Linked DNA regions of Mus musculus: region 2 is linked to region 1. Evidence: chromatin contacts called from public Hi-C data. All regions are on one chromosome and are shown on one strand. The core of a region is the stretch at or near the end of the contact, and the rest is flanking DNA. Distances in the headings are between cores, read along the strand shown. Region 1 overlaps Tmem117 (transmembrane protein 117). Region 2 overlaps Nell2 (NEL-like 2).

The links. Hi-C and Micro-C count contacts between places; a contact is called where the count stands out from the background.
Region 2: a Hi-C map of pancreatic cancer cells shows a contact between it and region 1, with 3 times the contacts expected there. The contact joins two enhancer-like sites.

The regions. Positions count from the first base shown.
Region 1 is chr15:95,014,295-95,020,701 of GRCm38.p6, forward strand. All of the region lies in intron 6 of Tmem117 (transmembrane protein 117), which reads left to right. It overlaps Gm30953 (a long non-coding RNA gene), which reads right to left. Exons shown (of 2, transcript XR_384364.4): 2 at 1,761-1,993. Among named protein-coding and RNA genes, the nearest start is that of Gm52203, 22 kb to the left of the region's middle. Within about 2 kb of position 2,292, at least 23 of the 459 cell types and tissues checked have an H3K27ac peak or open chromatin away from gene starts, as enhancers often do. A contact at or near this core is called in pancreatic cancer cells, where this site is marked.
Region 2 is chr15:95,367,844-95,374,250 of GRCm38.p6, forward strand. All of the region lies in intron 12 of Nell2 (NEL-like 2), which reads right to left. Among named protein-coding and RNA genes, the nearest start is that of Gm31370, 100 kb to the right of the region's middle. Within about 2 kb of position 3,283, at least 45 of the 459 cell types and tissues checked have an H3K27ac peak or open chromatin away from gene starts, as enhancers often do. A contact at or near this core is called in pancreatic cancer cells, where this site is marked.

The sequences.
Region 1 (6,407 bases), core at 1,042-3,541:
GCTATATCAGGCTCCTGTCAGCAAGGACTTCTTGGCATTCACAATAGTGTCTGGGTTTGGTGATTGTAAATGGGATGGATCTCCAGGTGGGGCAGTCTCTGGATGGTCATTCCTTCAGGCTCTGCTCCGAACTTTGTCGCTGTAACTCTTTTCATGGGTATTTTGTTCCCTCTCCTAAGAAGGATTGAAGTTTCCACACTTTGGTCTTCCCTCTTCTTGAGTTTCATGTGGTTTGTGACTATTATCTTGGGTATTCCGCCTGCTAAAAAAATGGGGTGCAAGTCTAAACAAAGAATTCTCAACTGAGGAATATCAAATGGCTGAGAAGCACCTAAAAATGTTCAATATTCTTAATCATCAGGGAAATGCAAATCAAAACAACCCTGAGATCCCACCTCACACCAGTCAGATTGGCTAAAATCAAAAACTCAGGTGACAGCAGATGCTGGCAAGGATGTGGAGAAAGAGAAACATTCTTCCACTGCTGGTGGGATTGCAAGCTTGTACAACCACTCTGGAAATCAGTTTGGCGGTTCCTCAGAAAATTAGATATAGTACTACCGGAGGACCCAACAATACCACTCCTGGGCACATACCCAGAAGATGCTCCAACATGTAATAAGGACACATGCTCCACTATGTTTATTACAGCCTTATTTATAATTACCAGGAGCTGTAAAGAACCCAGATGTCCCTCAACAGAGGAATGGATACAGAAATTATGGTACATTTACACAATGGAGTACTACTCAGCTATTAAAAAACAATGAATTTATAAAATTCTTAGGCAAATGGATAGATCTGGAGGATATCATCCTGAGTGAGGTAACCCAATCCCAAAAGGACACACATGATATGCACTCACTGATAGGTGGCTATTAGTCCAGAAGCTCAATTTTCAGTTTGTAAGGAGGGAAAGGGTTACGGCTGGCACTCCTGAGGCTAACCACTGTCCAGTACCTGTGCCCCATGCGTATTCTCTAGGGGTTGTCCAGCACCAATCCCCAAATGACAGGTCAGTGTAGGAGAATGCAAACCAGGGCTAGAGATACAGTTTGAAAGGAAAGAAGAAACTGGGTCCTGAAAACTCAAATCATAGACATTACTAAGAGGAAGAGGTGTTGAGATGGGTCTTTAGAAGAGCTCTTGGATCCTTTGCCCTGTCCTCCAACCCTGTGTCACTCCATGCAATTGACAGATGAATCCTTCTCCATCTCATGTCTCCTTCCTCTGCTCTTAGCCCAATATGGAGTCTCCTCTCTCCCATTACAAAGAAGCAATGGGACCCTCTTCCTCCTCTTCCCTTCCGCCATATCCTCTAGATTTCATGCTCTTCCAAGAAGAAAGGACGTGTGGGTTTTGTTTTTGTTTTTTTTCATGTTACTTCTCAGCCACAAACATTACCAGCAGCTCTTCCTGATCCCAGAATGAAGTTCCCGGTCCATCGCTCATCCCTCAGGACCCTCCACTGTATGGTGCTGGCTGTGATTCCTCCTGTGTGTCCTGTGTTCCACCCCACCCCACCCTGAAGGTCTTCATTCCTCATCCCACTATATTCTCATTCCCAGGATATCCAGGGGCCTCTTTGTCCCAGCCAGACACTGTCTCCCCTGCTCTACTGAGCATTGAGGATGATAGTCCCCCTTCTGGAAGGCACATTATCACCTCCCACAGTTCCTCTCACCACACTGCAGACCCTCATGCTCCCTTTTCCTCACTCCTGTATTCCTTGCACTCGTGACTGCAGTGCTTTTAGTTCACAGGAGTGGCCCATAATACTTGCTTGGTAAGGATGGACAAATAGAAGTTCAGGTCCGAGGCTTGTGGTCCTCACACAGAATTTCTGGACCCAGCCCATGTGGGAAGGGCGCTAACTCAGGAAACGGTCTTGGAATGCATATGTGCTTCCAGCACTTGAACGCGCAGCATACAGGTATCCTCACAAGTTCATGGCCATCCAAACTGTGAGCCAATTCACACTGTCGTCATCATGCTTCAGATGAAAGAGAAATGGAAAATTAGTAAAATCGGGGAAAAGTGGAAAGACTGCTTTCCTTAAGAGCTCCAGCCTTTTAGAACATTTAAATGACTAAAAAGAATTTGATTCTGGGCTTTTCTAAAGGCAGGTGATTGCCACCTGCACTACAGAAAAATGGTATCACATTTGAGTCAGAAATTAAATACAGCGTTAGACTTTCCTTTCTGGTGCCTTGGCTTAAGGCTACTGTGTGTTAAGCATGAATTCTGCCCCAGGCTCACTCCAGCCCTTGGAATGTGATACTGTCTCTACAAAGGTTTCATTTTTAAGAAAATGAGTAAGACAAGAATGCATCTCTTGGAGGAAATAGAATTACTTTGTGTATAATCATGAAATAGGATTTTTCTACATTCATCATTAAAACTACTTGTTTCACATTCTTTGTGGTTTTGGTAAAGTAATCAGAAATAAGATAAAAGCAGATTCCAGGAAATGATGCATGACTCGTAAGATCAATGTGTTATAGGACATGAGTAAAGTTTAAAGAGAATATCTGTCTTAAGAAACTTTATCCCACAATCCCTTTTCTGTCTCTGGTGACATCATTCAATCTCGGTTTTCCCTCATTCCACTGCTTGAGTGTTTGGCTCGTAGTATGCACAGCCCACTCTTTTGGATCAGTTGATAAAAGAAGACCAAAGCAGTTGAAACTGATTGCAGAATAGACAAGTAGCGAGTGTCAGAAGAATCCCCTAAGGAAAGATGAGCATAGACAGGGGTAGACAGTAGGGGGGGGGGGGAGCTATGCAAGGAACCAATGAGAGCAGAGGATGATCAGACTAACTAGGCAACCAATCAAGGACTGTGTCCTCTAGGGCTGCAGGATTGCCATCCAAATGAGATCTTCTCTGTTCAGGTAGGACAGGAAACACATTAATTCCTGGTGTGCAACTGGGGAAAGAAGACAGAGGAAATAGGGTTTAAAGGTCCCAAGGGTATCATCTACAGAGCCGATGGGTGCATAGCATGGATTACCGTTTAAAGGAAGTATGAGTGGAGGGCTGGTTAATTTGAGGGAGGATGGCCATTATTTAGAATTCTTTGAGTAGAAAGGGCTTAGCAGTGTTCTTTGCACTTTGGAAATCCTTCCCTGCTCCTCTTCCAGGCATTTCTGTATCTAACATGAAGGGTGATAAGTAAACTCATCTACATACAACAAGGGATAGTGTGTGTCTCTGTGTGTCTCTGTGTGTGTATGTGTGTGTATTTCTATGTGTGTTTGTATGTGGGGGTCTGTGTGTGATTCTGTGTGTGTCTGTGTATGTGTGTGTATGTCTGTGTATCAGTGTGTGTGTTTGTATGTGGGGGTCTGTGAATCTGTGTGTGTGTCTGTGTCTGTGTATGTGTGTGTCTGTGTATGTGTGTGTTATCTGTTTGTGTATATATGTATTTGTGTGTGTCTGTGTTTGTCATTGTGTCTGTGTGTCTGTGTGTGTATATCTCTGTGTGTGTCTGTGTGTATGCCTCTCTGTGTGTGTCTATGTGAATGTCTCTGTGTGTGTCTGTGTGTGTCTTTGTGTCTGTGTGTGTCTGTCTCTGTGTGTATCGTGTGTATGTGTCTGGATGTGTGTATGTGTGTCTGTGTGTATGTGACTGGGTGTTTATCTATATGTGTGTCTGTGTGTCTCTGTGTGTGTTTGTCTCTGTCTCTGTCTCTCTCTGTGTGTGTTAGACAAGAAAATGAAGGGAGGGGATCAAAGGAAGGAGGCAGGAAGAAGAATAGAAAAACAAGTGTGAAGAACCAAAAAGAAGGAATGATGAGCAGAATTCTCCAAAGAAGGAATGATGAGCAGAATTCTCCAATGTCCATCAGGAACAATAATGGGTGAGGTGGGCAATGGCAGAGACCATTGGGCCTGATGGTGTATGTCCATTCTTCAGTACTCATCACTCAGAGATGCTTTACATCTCTTTAACTGGACTCCGGTGAATTGCTAAGAGAGACTATTATAGTGATGATTAAATTGCTAACTAGACTGATGTAATCTATTGGCAGCTGCTTAACCCAGGAAGCAGAGGAAAAAATGGGAAGAGATCTGTGAATGTATACATAGGTGCACTTATACAGCTTAGACACTGTGGAACCCCAAGCTAGCATTGCTTAGTTAACCATTAGCTGTCATCTGGGTAGTAGAGCAAGATGATGAAGAGTCTGGGTACTGAAATCCGGCTTCCATGAATGCAACCCCAGGTGTGGCCTTTCATAGCCGTGTGATTTGGATACCGGGTACTTACTGAAGCTGGCCTTATCCTGGTTGGTTATGGCTCAAGATTCCGTGGAATTCTCCTTCAATATTGGTGCTCCGAAGGATTAACTGTACAATGAGGGAGTGTTCAGACATCCAGAAATAGTGCAAATATGCATCACACTGAAGTCATATCATTGACAGGATTCACAAGATAATTGGGGGAAAAATTTGTATAGCTTCCTAAGGATAAGGATGAGCCAACTTGAGTTCTAAGCAATATGTGCTTGAAACCAATGATTGTTCTAAGAAAGTTTCCCTTAAACCTTGAGAATGCTTTAGGCATGAGCCAGACTAAAGGAAGGCAGGCAAGAGACTAGGCTTATAGCTCAGTGGCAGAGTTCCTGTTGAGCATGTGTAGGCCCCTAGGTTTCATGCCTAGCACCATACACAAACAGTAAGATCCCGTCTCTGTAGGAAAAGGAGGGGGGTAGGTTTACATGGTGACATATATATGACATATTAAGGGTCTCACTAACATAGCAGTAGTAGAAACACACAGAAAACATTTCCTGATTAGAAATAAAAATAACAGTATCCCTTTAAGGAGAGGTTGGAAGAATGCCTCAGGATGACTTTAACAGCATTTCCAGCTGTGATGGTTCCCCAATCATTTGCTGAACTTGTCAAAGCGAGGGCCACATCTGTTTCATTTCTGTGTCCCTCTGGTGAGAAATCCCAGTAATATTACCGATACTTGAAAATGTTTGTTAAACTTAATACTCTACTTTAAAATTTCAGGAAATAGGTCAGAATGATGGTAGAGCCTTTGACCAAAACGAAAGGTGAGATGAAATACATGGCTTGTGGCCATCCGACTGGCGGGTAGAGAGGGAGAGGGAGAAGCCGGTGAAAGGATAGGGCATGCCAGTTAGACAGGAGCAGCAAGCCTTGGGGGTCCATTACTCAACATGGTAGCCATAGTTACAAATGGATTATGTGTTCTGCAATTGCTGACAAGGGTAGGTTTGGATGATTCTCACCATGAAGGAATGGTACACATGTGAGCTGAAGGCATAGTGAGCTCAATTTAAATAACCACACAATTTATATGTATATCATAATGTCTAGTAAACACTGTAAGTATGTATAATTATTGTGTGCCAGATAAAATAAAGTGATATTTTAACAGAGACAAAGGAAGAAAGAACTAGAAGTTGATGCTAGAATCCTACCTATATTCCCATACAAAGACACACAAATAGTCCCTCCACACATGTGTGTGTGTGTGTATACAAATCTATACATAGCTTAGTTTTCTGTGTGCCAAGTTTATGAGTATTCATGCCGAGGAGAGACTGTTAAGAAAAAGAAAGTTCAAAGGAGAGGAGTTGGTAATTTCTCATATGGTTGACATATCTTTTTAATGTTCCTCTTTGAAATTTATTTATATGCTTGTCTATTATCTTTGTAACAAGTATTTCCTCAAATACCTTTCCAGAAGGGAAATTGTTTAACCAGAGGCTTTATTTTTTACGCTGTTCATCTTTATTAATTCATTGTGATATGTCATAACTATTTTGCTGAACAGAAGAATCAATAACAGAGTGAAAATATCATTATTTTACAAGAGCCAAATCGTGTGTGGTATTTCAAGAGGTAAACTGTTCATAAACAGGGCACGCATGAACAAATGGTAATATTATCTCAGGTCATTCATAGTGAAGTATGTTACTGTGATTAGATATCAAAATAAAATATGAATAATTTACACAGTTATGAATTTTAAAAGACTCTTTGTCCAGAAAGCTCTTAATTATAAAAGTAACATTACCCCAGAAACAATTCTTAATTCACTAAAAACTAATTATGAAAATTACATTCTACAAATATTTCCTTACGTAACTGGTTTGAAATATGTGTTCTCTGTTTTATGTGCGGTTCTGAGAAGCAGGCTGACAGTTAAAAATGCACATTGTGGATTTTGTTAAGTCTTTATTTAAAAATTCATATGGATCCAACTTTAGCAAAACACTCCTCGAAGGTTACTGTGTGCAACGTGGACTCCTTTCATAACATAGGCGAGAGCAACAAACATAAATCTATTTTGATGAAATAGCCAGGATGCTTTGATAAAGCAGATTATATTTCAGAATAAATATCTCCAACTGCTTTTGCTTTAT
Region 2 (6,407 bases), core at 2,033-4,532, 350 kb after region 1:
GTCAGTTTCCTTTTAAGAATGTGGCCCTTGGTGAGCAGAACACAATGATCCAGTGGGGGGAGGGAGAGGGGGGCACACACTCAAGAGTACCTGGGCTGCCCAAATTGCACTTGATGGATTAAAACAGTAATTTTATTATTATTTATTATATAATAGTTGTTATTAACAGATGGTGACTTATACACATACATGCAAAAAACACACATGCAAACAAACAAATAAAATGGATATTAGAATGATAAAGATCAAACCCAACTCCAGAAAACAATTCTCCAATAAGAAGTTATATGCTTTGGGTTTCAGATTATACCAAACTCTTACACACATACACATGCACACACACACACACACACACACACACACACACACACACACCACACTTGACACATCTGACTAGGTTCTATAATTATATATGACGTGCGGTTTTTTACATGATTCACTTCTGTCAGACAATCTCTCTTCTCAGTGCCTCATCAAAGGCCTGGAGCGCAAACTCCTGGTAGCCGTGACAAGTGTAGTCAGGGAAGGGCTCCTTCCTTATGACTGACATGGACAGATGTGGCTGTGATATCCAGAATCTCCAGCACTGAAGAGAAATTTACTGGCTGGGTCCTGGGGTCACTGACCAAGAACTAGGACATGACCCTCACAGGTGAGGAGAGACGATAGTGTCCAAGCATCAAGAGGGCCCAGGCGTGTCCGATTGAAAATGAAAACCGACATGCAGCCGAGGAGCGTTCTGAAAATACAGTCCCCCAACTAAATTCTGGACAAAGGGCAGACATCACATATGAACTAAAAAGAGATGAGATGAAGCGTAAGTGCTTAAAACTGTAGTGAGAACTCACTGGAGACACACAACAGGAAATGGGGAGAGAAAGATACATAAGTTTAAAGGGGAAATGAGGTGAATATAGCATTCATAGGACACAGAAACACCAGTGTATTTTCAGATATCTTACTTCTTTTATATCTAAATTCTGGGCAAGCTGTGAGGTCGTTTGATTGTCAACTTGACATCAGCTATGGTTTTCTGGGAAAAGGAACCTTGATTAAGAAAATGCCTCCATCATATCGATACATAGACAAGTCTATGGGGCATTTTCTTGATTAGTAATTGGGGTAGGCAGGCTCAGCCCACTGGAGGCAGAGCCACCCTTGAGCCAGTGGTCCAGAGTCGTACAAGGAAACAGTCAGAGCAAGTCATGGAGAGCAAGATGTAGGCAGAGTTCCTCCACGGTGTCTACTTCAGTGCTTGACTCCAAGTCCCTGCCTCGGCCTCCCTAAATGGACTACGACCAGGGTGTGGAAGCAAATAAGACCCTTTCTTTGTAAATGAGGAAAATACCTAATAAAAAATATATTAAAAAAAAAAAACCTTTCTTCCCAAGATACTTCTGTTGTGGTGTTTTATTACAATGATAGACAACCTAACTGGTATCCTGTAAAGTTCCATTAAAAACCAAGAAGAGAAGTAACATAAAGGACAGAAGCAGAGGGTTGGAAGCAAAGTCCTTGAGGTCTCCTTTCCCCTCTCTCTCTTCTTGAGACCCATGTCTTCTGTGACATGCTCCTTAGAGCTTCAAACTGGTTCTTCTGTCACCTCTGCAACCAAATCAGAGATGTTCATGTCCCCAGTTGCATCTGGCAGCTCCATTAGCAAGGATGCCTTTTGGTCCTTCTGGGCTTTTCTTGGTCACCCAGAAGTCGATGTACCTTTATTGTGTCTGTCAGAAACTGATGTGTGAAAAATCCATTCTCTAAACCCACATGCTAGCAGTTCTAGGGGGTGGGGTCCTTGAGGAGACATGAGGAGTTCCAGTAGTGGCTTTATAAAGGAGAGAATGGGGGGAGCATATTTATTTGGAATCAGCACGTGGCCTTATCATGAGGCACGAGGGAGACTTTTACCAGATGTGAGCAGGTGTCAGTGCCTGCTCTAGGTCCTTCACAGATTCCCCAGCAGGACGAGCCAACACAACTTCTATAACAGCAACTTCTGTTGCTTGTAAAGTAACTGGTCTTGGGTATTCTGCTGTAGCTACAGAAAATATGCTAAGGAGTATCCAGCATTCGCTTGGAATCTGCTCTTCTTTGGGGGTCTAGGGAGCTGCCCTCTGCTCTCTTTCTCCCGAAATTTTATCTATCACACTACTTTTGTAATTTTTTTAAATAAAATACTCAAATGTTCCTGAAAATTCTCTAAGTAATTCTTTCTATCTGCTCAAGGGTCATTTACATACTTAATGTTGTTGTATATCCAACTGTCACTGAATGCCACATCCACTCATATTTAAACAAATATGCCATAAACAGAACAAACCTAAGACCGTTTTCTCAACCTCTCCCTTAAGTGAGCCTCATCAACATTCACCTTCTTTTGACTCAAAGCCAGAGAATCAACTTCCACGCCTTCTTCCTCATCTCATCCACTATCACCAGTCAGTCCTCAGAACCTGGTAGTTTTACCCCACAGATGCTCTTAAGGGTACCCATTTCTCCATTACCATTTAAGTATCACCAGTTCCCAGCGGGCTGTCTTCCCCCATTTCTGCCTTACAGCTGAAGTGATTTCCTTAAAAATAGGTGACCAAAACCTTTGTGCCTCAATGAAACTCTGTTATGGATTGAAATGTTCAAGTCCTGGAACACTTTGTGCAGATACCCACGTATTGTGGGGTGCTCCCTCTACACCCCAGATTAGGCACAGACCATGCACTAAATAGTGATTTCCAAGGGCAAAATAAATGCAAAGAGATCCTTTGTTAGGCAAGGAAAAGAGAAAAGGTGGCTGAACCTGAAGTGGGCAGGACCAGGAGCAAGTAGCTTCGCCAACTGTTAATTTTAAGAAGGATAATGTGTCAGGATGTGTTGGGAAGTTCTGAGTGCGTGTTCTAATTAGGGTAGGCAACATAATGAAATTTGATTGCTGGACCTTGGTATTTGATAGCTGGACCTTGGTGATCAGCCTCAGGAATGAGTCAGGTATTACAAAGTGGCCAAATAAGGAAATAGACCTTGGTGGTTAGCTTTAGGAATGTAATCGCAAAGTTAAGCAAGGGAGAGGGAAAGGGGAGGGGTTAAGCCTGCCAGTGCCATGTTCACCATGCTCAGACCTGCCAGAGCCCTTGACTTTGTCTCCAGAGGCCATCACTATTCGGGGAGACTGTGTAACCTTTGGGATGGGGATCCTAGACGCACAAAGCAGGTCACTTACAGAGAGGCTCTTCAGGCTCGTACACTGCTTCTTTCTTGTGCCGTCTCTGCTTCCTGACTGTCTGCATCATGTACCAGCTGCTCCACACTCCTGCTGCCAACACTGAGCCACCCCGTCCCTCGAGCCTGCTCTGCGAGGAGGACGGCAGAGATCACTTTTGCTCTTTGCTTTGTCACAGTGACTGGGTCGATGAGGAGATGCGTGTGGCAGCCTTTGGCATCCAATGCTCCGCTTCTCCTCCTGCCTCGCAAGGGCACCACTGCCTCCTCCCTCTGACTCACTCGGTCTGCCCTTTATCTCCTAACGTGCTTCTTTCCTCCCAAGAAGCCTGGCCCTTCCACATAAGAGATTCCTTCTATCCCATCTAAGGCTAGCTGGCTTCACTCACCCTTCACAGTTCAGAATTAAACTCTGCACAAAATTTTCCGAATCCCAACACTTACCTAGACTGGGCTCCTAGGTAATCTATTTCTCTTTCAAGGTGCTTGTGACATGTTAGTAAAGTGTTTTTAATAATAAATTTGTTGTCTTTTCTGCCTGAGATTGTATTAGCTATGAGCATCTCCACGTATGCCTTCACATTTAGCACTAACCTTGTACAAGAATAATAAATGTTTGTGTGGTAAATAAATCAACTTTAGCATTCACTGATACTGGAGTAGCGCTGGACGGGCACACTACCGTCAAGATCAATAGCCACAATTATAGCTGCAACATTAAAACAACCTCACAGATTTAGGAAATAAAATTTATGTCACTAACAAACAATCGTTCACTTACTTTTAATGTAAAAATCTATTTTGTTTTCTTTACAGGGCAAGGCTCTAGCAAACCAGAGGGTGATAAGTAACATCAACAATCAAAATATGTATTATGTCTAAAAAGTCAATCAACAGTTAGCAACAATGCTAGGACAAAAATAGAAGGCGAATTTGTTAATAATATATATATGTGTGTATATATGTATATATATGTGTATATATATATGTGTGTGTGTGTGTGTGTGTGTGTGTGTGTGTGTGTGTGTATGCTATAGATGATAGATTGATATATAGTTAAAATATAATTTTTAAACAAGAGGAGGAGGTCATGATTTTGATTCCCAGTACTGTATAAAGCAGATGTGGCATTGCCAGACTAAACTTGTAAGGTCAGAGCTTTGGTTGGTGGTGGCATATAGTACCAGAAGTTCAAGGTCATCCCTGGCTATATAGGGACTTCAAGGCCAGACTGGGGATACATGAGACCATACCTCAAGATAACATTGAAAGACTGTTTCCCTAACGACCAATACAGTGTGAATAGCCAGAAGTACAAAAGGATTAGATGCCCTCATCTATAAAAATTTCAAAATCTCTCCAACATCTTTCCATCATTTTCTCAAGTTTTGGAGGTTACATCTTCAAATAACCAAGAACAAGGTTATAAAACATTTCAGCATTATACATTCAAGATGTGAACAACCATATGTGAATACAAGCTTGCAGGGGAACCAAACTGAACAAATTTTAAGCAAAGAATGTCTTTAAATCTCTAGCTTCTTAGATTGTTGCCCATCTCTCTATAAATGATAACAATATCTATGTGTTGCTTAACCTCCAAATTCTGACTCCCCTGGAGTCCTTTTTGAGTCCTACACCATTATAAACCATCTGCATGGCCTGTTGGCTTCTGCTCTGAAAATACACTGTGAATGCATTTACCCTCATTACCATCTCTGTCATTTTTTGACTTATGCCAGGCCATCTTTCCCGAAACTTCCACAACAGCCCTTTCCCTGGTCTCTCCGTGAATATACAGTTCATCTCCCACATTGCCACCAGTTCATTACCTGTCCCATATCAGTACAGGAATATCTACATGAAACCATGGCCTGATGTCCTTACAAACTGGTGACCTGTGCTAGCCCTACTAATTCTTCAACTGAGGCTTCTACTTTGCTTTTCCCATTATATCATTTTTCTCTCTGTCTCTAAAGCATTCCAATTTTACTTCTACGGGATTTATAAATTAAAGCTCCAAACCTCCAAGTTCTACAAGCTGCTCCTTCTAGTTGGAATGTGCTGTCCCACATCTTTCTAAGTCTTTATCTTATCATCAAGAGACCTGAGGGACCGCCACTTCGAAGGCTGAGCATCCTACTTAGGTGAATCCCCTGTCACTTCCAGCCCGCCATCTGTTTCACATCCTTCCCAGGATGTCCTACCACTTGCAATTCCGTTCTCCATGGTTACCAGCTTACTCTGTTCTCCTCCTCTGAGAATGCAGAGTTCCTGAGCACACAAGTGTAGTGGTTGTGCTCGCCATTTGCTGCCCAGTGCATGGGAAAGTGCTTGCTAGATTCTGAATGCTCACCGAATATTTATTACATAAGTGCATACAGTTAACAAAAGAACCAGCTAAAAAAAAAGATCAGAAGATCTAGGGTAAAGAAGACATATGTGTTTGCATCATTCACTGGTTACATATGCACATTAATGATGCCAGGGAAGCTCATTACATGTAAAGGTGCTTAACTGTTGTGATGAAAATAGATAATTTTGCTAAGAAAATTCAACTCTATGTTCAGTAAGAAAAAAAAATCACTAAGTAAAAATCCATTCCTTGCCTAAGATCTATTAAAATAACTTTAAATAAATTTGCATTATTAATGGGGGGTGGAAAGCCATGAAACCTTCCTTCTGCATAAACGAACGGGCCCCTTCCGGGCTGAATAAGAAGCACTGAAAGAAATACTTGATCCAAAGGCTGCTTTAAAACTGAATACAATTCTCATACAGAGAAAATCTACCTAATTCCAAGGGATGGAGTACAAGGTGTTTTCCCCAGAGCCAGCCAGTTCTCAAAGGAATGAACAGAGGCTGTTGTCACCACACATTCTCTACCTCCAGGGACCTGGGGTGTGAGCTTGATAGCTGCTGGGGTAAAATGGGACCTCTAAGTCCCCCAGGTACCCAAGGCCAGCAGATCTGCATTCTCCTTTGGCCAAACATCAACCCATGGATGGTTTGGTTTACATACAAGCCCCTCGGAAGTGTACATTCCAGCATCACAGGGCCTTTGTGAGTCTACAGGAACACAGCTGGAGCCAAATAAACTGTGTGGTCCTTTCACTGTATTTGCATCATCTCTGTGAGATAACAAACCACCTTGAATATTAGGGGTTTATTTTTTGTTTTTGTTTTTCCAA